Regions from separate parts of the Rattus norvegicus genome. Here region 1 is linked to region 2. A link is a contact called in public Hi-C data. All regions are on one chromosome and are shown on one strand. The core of a region is the stretch at or near the end of the contact, and the rest is flanking DNA. Distances in the headings are between cores, read along the strand shown.

Region 1 (3,544 bases), core at 638-3,137, 140 kb before region 2:
GGGGAGTGTCCTGTCCATGACTGTAGATCCCTGTCAGAGTCCCTCCATTCTATGCTGCTCTTCTCCTCTAGTAAGTAACCAACCTACAGACAGCTTACAGCTCTTTTTGCCTCTCAAATAGCTGCATTAAACTCTTGAGGCCACACACACCTCTTACATTCCTGCGAACCACTGTGTCCCCTTTCAAGAGATCTTTAAGTAATGCCAGTGGTTCAAGACAAGGCCTTTCCCTGCTCCTCAACCTGTTTCCACTGCCCCTATTCAAGTAGGAGTATTCTTTCACTGCTAAATCTTGATGGGTGCGATCAGAACACAGTCCAAGAATGGAGTTGAGCTAGGGGAATTCGTGTGCTTGTGAGAAAACTCCAATTAAACAAGGAAAGAGTCTTGCAATTGCAGCTTCTTCAAAGCCCAGAACTGTTCTTAGAATGAGGTTTTGTGCTCTTCCCAGGAATAGGAGTGAGTTTACTTCAGCTGATATTATTCATATGCCTCTATGGGGAAACATGTTCTTGCCACATATGGCTTGATGTTGTCATTAAATACTATACTCATGTGAATATTCGTAACCCTCAGAGTACAAATTGCCTGATTCTCTGAATAAAGAGCCCCCTAATTCTCCCAAGTTCACGCTGTCAAACTAGGGTGGTAAGCAAGGTGCTAATTGAAAATATTCTACTTCCATAAAGTCCTAGTTATGACTTTCAGAATGTTTTATGCTCTAAACAGCCATGTTCACAGGAATGTTTAGTGATAACTTCTGATTCGAACACGCTGATTTGAGTGTCTAACAGTGTGACTTATAGGGAGAAAGCAGATAGGGATTATATACAAAAACAGGAATAGGCCCTCTACACCTGGGAACTCAGCACAGCAAGGCAGCCTGGCAGTGCTGGCACCTGAAACTTGTGCTTTTATTTTACAGATAACACAAAGTGATAAATAGCTCACCTACCAAGTGCTGGAGATCACTTGGGACCTCATGTATACAAGTGCTTCTTCGCTATACTACACCGCCAACTTTTAATTTCTGCTATAGAGCTGACTTATAATAATCCCGGATACTGCTCATGGATGCTGCCTTGAGTTCTATACTGAGTAACATTCTATACCAACCTTATGCTATGATGACTATACATTTTCTACCATAGTTCCTGGTACAGAATTCTGGCTCAAATGGAAGGCATGATAGGTGTATTAAGCAATAAGAAACAAGAACAGACGATGGCTCATCAGAACCACCAGCTTTTAGTGCCCTGTATATAAATAAACCTACTTTGGTACAAATAAAATGGGATTCCTTTTTATTTCCCTTTCTTTTTGAATTTTATCCATATCCTTGATTCTCCTTGAGTTTTGCCCATATTCATTAACTGCCCTTAAAATCTTGTACCGTTAAACTGTCAATGGAAACAAGTCCTGGAAAACGCTGATGAGTTTCGGGCAGAATGGATGCTTGTGGTTTCAGCATGGGCTTGCTTTTACTAGCCCATTGCCTGCTTCCTCCAAAGTCTCCCTTCTCATTTCTTCCCTTCACAGGCTTGGCCAAGTGCCTTTGTTAAACTGGTTATGGATGTTCGGCCTTTAAGTGGCGCTCCTTAGAGCTAGCTCTTCCTGCCAATCAGACACTGGGCTTCTAAGAGATAAGGTTTGCAGACATTATCCAGCCTCGTCCTCTTCAGGCCTTTCTGCCCTTAGCGTCAAGCTGCGATCCATGTGAAAGCTGATGGTAGTTAATTGAGCAGAGATCACCCAAAGCCTGAGCATTGGGCAGTCCATTCAGAGAAGGTCGTCCCCCAAAGAAGGAAGTGGGGCTGTGGGGAGGAGCCAAAGAGAGGGGAGGGACCGAAAGACAGTGGGGAGGAGCTAAAGGAGAGTGGGGAGGGGCCTGAGGACGTCACCAACCAGCTCTTTACACTCCAGCATGGCTTCGGCCACATCCAACTGCCAGGCCGGGCTGTTGCGTTTTCTGCGTCTAGTCGGGCAGCTCAAGGTGAGCGAGTGGGCTCGGCCGGGCCGGGAGGCGGCGGGGTCCAGCTCAGGCTCCGACCTCACGCAACCTCCCTCGCTCAGCCCCGCCTCGTGCGGCCTGGATGTGCCGGGAAGGAGCTGGCGGGAACCCAGCCGAGGATTCTTTGCGGGGCGCCGCCACAGCCCAGGTCATGGGCGGTGCTGCGGAGCTGCAGCGGAAGGCCGGAGTGTGGCCCCTGCTTATGAGTAGTGGAGACCTTCCTCTGTCGCCGTGACTTCCGGAAATGACCGTTTCAGTAATTCGGTTTCAGCGTGCACCAGCTTGTGCAGAGCTTGTGCAGAGCCCCCTACGTTCCAAGACGAGCTGTTCCCTGACACTGTGACTACTGTTTGTGAAATCCTTTAGAAACATAGAACTCCCAGGTAAAATGCAGACTCACATGATCACATCATGATCTGAATAAAAGGCTTCACTGCCGTGGAAATTCCTCCAAGCCATCTGAGTTAGAACTGGGGAGTCTGTTACATGTTATATGTACAAAATATTCTATTACTGTATGAAATTTTTTTTGACAGCAAAACCCTACTCCTCTCGTAGTTAGGAAAAATATAGGGGCTTTGCTTTGCATTTTTTCTTAACTACAACACAGTATGGAGACCAGATGGGCAACACAGGCTGGGAGCCTGGAACTTGAGTCTTCCCCTGTTGAGTTCTGAGATTCCAGGCATGTACCACCAGGCTTACCACCAGTTTTGCTTTTATGTCTAAAACCTTTTTGTGTTTTTGTCCCACAGTTATACTTCAGTAGCACGGAGTAAAGACTATTAGACTTTCGTATACTCGTGAATTGCATTTTGCCCACTCACTAGTTTGATTTCGGATTTTGATCGCTACGATTAGTTTAAATAAAGCATTGTTTAAAAATATGTTTGAAATCATGACTCGGCTGATATGTGGCTCTGTGGCCATTCTCTGGCATTTTCTTCAAGAGCACCTTTTGGATTTGTTGTTTCCAGTGATGGTTTTTTGTTTGTTTAACCCCTTATCTTATTTATTAGAGAGTCCCACGGACTGGCTGGGTATATAGAAACGTTGAGAAGCCGGAAAGCGTGTCAGATCACATGTACCGGATGGCAGTTATGGCTATGGTGACCAGAGATGACCGTCTTAACAAGGATAGGTAAGTTATTTGAACATTGATGCTTGTGAACATCTCTGGACTCTGCGTGAGGATTACTCAGTTGTAAAACACAGTAGATTTTCTGTTGTTAGAGTATACGTTGGTCTCAGGAGAAACAAGTGGAAAGTTAGGGCCTTGAAGGGTGAATATGTGTGAATTCCATTTTTTTTTTTTTTTTGGTTCTTTTTTTTCGGAGCTGGGGACCGAACCCAGGGCCTTGCGCTTCCTAGGTACTGAATTCCATTTTTGCATTAGCATTTATTTTGCTTTGAACTAGCAGCTTTGATGAGTAGTGATAGCCATTTTAAGGCCACAGCTATAAAGAGGTAGCATCTCTTTAGATAATCAGCAAGTTTCTATTAAATTCTCAGAAACAAGACAAGCGTTTACAT
Region 2 (3,345 bases), core at 480-2,979:
TGTCTCCATCAGAGATTTTGGTGTCTTTATAAGGGTCCTGGTGTCAATTCTCGACAATACTTAGAAATAAATGCATTCTAGTCTGAAAGTCAGGTGGGAACGCTCCAGTACTGTCAGTGTCTGCTTCCGTTCAGAAACAAAGGCATCTGCTGGACGAGTCTGACCAGCAACCAGGGCTCTCCACTTGCTGAATGTCAGCAGGGACCTTCCCCCAGCCACATCTGTAAGCTTTTGTTACATGCAAGCTTTCTCAAAGAACTCTATCAGTTTAGTCACACACACTCCTCAGTCCCAGATCAGCATCAGCATCTGGGTAGTTTCCTCATCTTTCACAGACTTCCTCCCAGCCCACATCTGATCATGTGGTCTGCCTCAATGAAGACTCTTGTTATTCTAGAAGGGTTTAGGCAGAATCCTTCTCGCTCCTTCCTGATGCTTCCCCAGTAACCCTACGTCCACTGACTCCCACACTACCCACACAGCTGGACGTTGTTCATGCTTTTGGGATTTGGGGTTCGAGCTCAACTCCAGGGTCTGGAACTGCCTTTAGTTGCACTCTCCTTTCCTCTTCAGATAATGGGTGTGTGTTAGGGAGGGGGGGTGTGCTGCAGCTTCCGGGCAGGGCCTTGGCTGATTCTTTGACCAAAGAAGAGTATGGTTCATGTTGTTCAGACTATTGTGATCCTGGCAGCAAACCAACTGAGTGACTCCAGACCTACAGACTGCCAAAACTGCCCTCATTCCAGCTGCTTTTGCCCCTAGAATGCATGAGGTCCGGAACCTCTTTGCTTCATTAAAATAAAAAACAAAGTTTATTTATTTTAAAAGGCACCACAGAATTCCTCAGTGGGAAGAAAGGTAGTCCTGATGGCATTAATGCAACCCATTCCTTCTGAGTGTCGCTTCCAAAGTGGATTTCTGAGCGCTTTCGTCCTCACTGTCTCTCGCCCCACATAGGACCACCTCCCATCCTTTCTAAGGAAAGGATGAAAAACCAGGTCAGGGTTATCAGTCTGGAGGCGGGGGCCAGGGGGTGGGAGTGGGGGGAGTTGTGAAGCTCTTTTGCCATTGAAAGGCCAATCATCCCCCCCCCCCGCCCCCCGCTGCAGCCCCTGTATAGCAGGGACACTGAATCTTCACAAAACTACCACCTCTCTCGCGTCCGCGCCGAACTTGTGAACAGCGGGACGTGAGCTCCAGGGCCCGAATCCCAAGGAACCAGCTCCCCCGCCCCCACCGCCCACCCCCGGTGGGTGGAGAGCAGCGCAGGGATCCGGAGCCTACACAACAGGTCCTTTGAGCACCTTCCAGGATGAGGAAGTGTGGCCCACAGACTGCTAGAAGGGACAACACAGTGCAGACAAGGACACAATCCCCTGAGGACCGGCTACTCAGTTTTTGGGTCCCCATTCCTTCCCTGGTCCCCAGCCCCACCGCAAAATTTGAGTTAGGCAAAGGATGCAAGCGTGATCCCGAAGGCGCGCGTCGGCTCCGAGTTCCATCCGCGTAGGATGTCCCTGTCTGTCCGGGAGTAAAGTTAGGTAAAGGAAGAGAGTCTCTCTGGGCTTCTGAGGACCAGACCTCGGGGGCGACCGGCGACCACCCACCTTGTGCCTGCGCCTCCATGGTGGCCGGCGTGGAGCTGAGCGCGGCGGGGAATCCACGGACTCCTCGCAGAGCAGCAGATGGTAGCGGTGCCCGAGCTCGGAAGACTGCCAGCCACGCCGCCCGTGCCCTCTTCTGGGCGAGCGTTGCGTGGAGGAGGCGGGGGACTGCGGGCGGCCACCACTGGCCGCTGCTGGTTACCTCCGCCCCTTCCAGTCCACCTGGTCCACCCAGCGCAGCGGAGAATGCCAGGTTGGGCGCCACCTACTGGCCGCTCTGCGCACCCAGTGGGCGGCTTCCCCTCCAAGGTGCAAATGCCCAGACAACCAGAAGCCTGCAAGATAAGACACAAATGCCTTGGCAGGAAGGAGATAGGGAGGGTAGGGGTACAATGCTGAGCCACTGGTTCTGGTGGAGACGGTAGTGTTAGGTTCCTGGGCGCCCCAGTACCATATTTTTGTCAACTGCCCATTACATAACTTTATTTTATATGCCCGTTTAAAGAACTCTTACTTAATGTAATTGGTTCATCTAACATTGAGTATACAGAGCTGTAACTCAGACCAAAACATAAGTTATTAAGGTTATGTAATGTGTAAACTTCCTCTGTAAAGTTCATCACTCTCTACTGTACTTAGGGGGTTGGGCATGGATTCAGTCTCAAACAAAAGTCTGAAATGAGGCTAGGCAGTGTTGGTTTGGGGGTAGGTTAAGTCTCAGTATTTTGAGACTTAACAGAAGAAATAACAGAAGAAAAGCTGTGTTTGGTGTTATCATGTGCCTTGTTATCCAGAGCCTGTAGGCTGTGCCACTGCGTTGGTGGAGTAGTCCTTTTTAGAGAAGACTGAAACTTCAGTCCTGTGTCAAGGCTAGTCTGGAAGTGTAACTGGAAAACCAGTAGTATGAATGGGCGTTCACATGTCACCTCCACCAGTTTCTACCTACTTCCTTTTCCTCAGCATCTCACAAACTCCACAAAGCACAGTCTAGCATTTTCTTACGCCTGGTGTTACATAGTTTGCATTTTTTTTTTTTTTTTGGTGAAAGAGTGTCATTCTCTTTCTCTATAAAATAGATGAGAAAGTCTGGTGAGATTGAAGGTGGTTATTATATGAAATCTCCCGTAATTTCAGCCAAAGAGCCTCAACCAGATTTACAGCTCAGGAAAGATAGTGAATAATCAATCAAAAAGTCCTATTTTCACCACATCCAAGTTACTCTCAAAGTTACAGGCTAGAAATATGAATGGTGTCCTTTCCCTTGAGAGAAAGAATGCTGGTGGTTTTGGGGCATGTACACAAACAGGTGGTTTTTGGTTGGTTGGTTTTGTCTGTTTTTCTCAGTTTTGTGCTGAAGATCTCATAGGTATGTAATCATTTTCATGACATTTACCCTATAATGACTTTTAGTGAAAGTAACTAGGAAGGTTCAAAGTGGCAAATGGATGAATAAATCACTTTTAGAGCCTATTCAGTTTTTCTGGTCTTCTTAATCCTAGAAATTACACATCGGGTCACAACAGTTGACTCCCAACAGTTAAAATGAGCTAACGTTGTGCCTGACTTTTCATCTCTAGCCACCTACTTTCGTCTGGCTTGTTTCCAATTGCTAAAACTTTAAGCTTCTGCCCTTTTAACATTTTGGTCATTTTTTTAATGATCATAAGACTTGGACATTCGTTCTTTGCCCTAGGGATTTGGCTAGATTCCAAGACTATAAATGAAGGGCACAATTCTCCCT

What was found. Hi-C and Micro-C count contacts between places; a contact is called where the count stands out from the background.
Region 1: a contact with region 2 is called in a Hi-C map of mammary epithelial cells, with 2.0 times the contacts expected there. The contact joins the promoter of Hddc2 here to the promoter of Tpd52l1 in region 2. A contact is called at or near these places in 2 of 12 Hi-C or Micro-C datasets (frontal cortex and mammary epithelial cells).

The regions. Positions count from the first base shown.
Region 1 is chr1:28,131,320-28,134,863 of GRCr8, reverse strand. Hddc2 (HD domain containing 2) reads left to right here and starts at 1,887. Exons shown (of 6, transcript NM_001108460.1): 1 at 1,887-1,993; 2 at 3,031-3,152. The coding sequence starts at 1,925.
Region 2 is chr1:27,989,619-27,992,963 of GRCr8, reverse strand. Tpd52l1 (TPD52 like 1) reads right to left here and starts at 1,729. Exons shown (of 8, transcript NM_001044295.1): 1 at 1,608-1,729. The coding sequence starts at 1,626.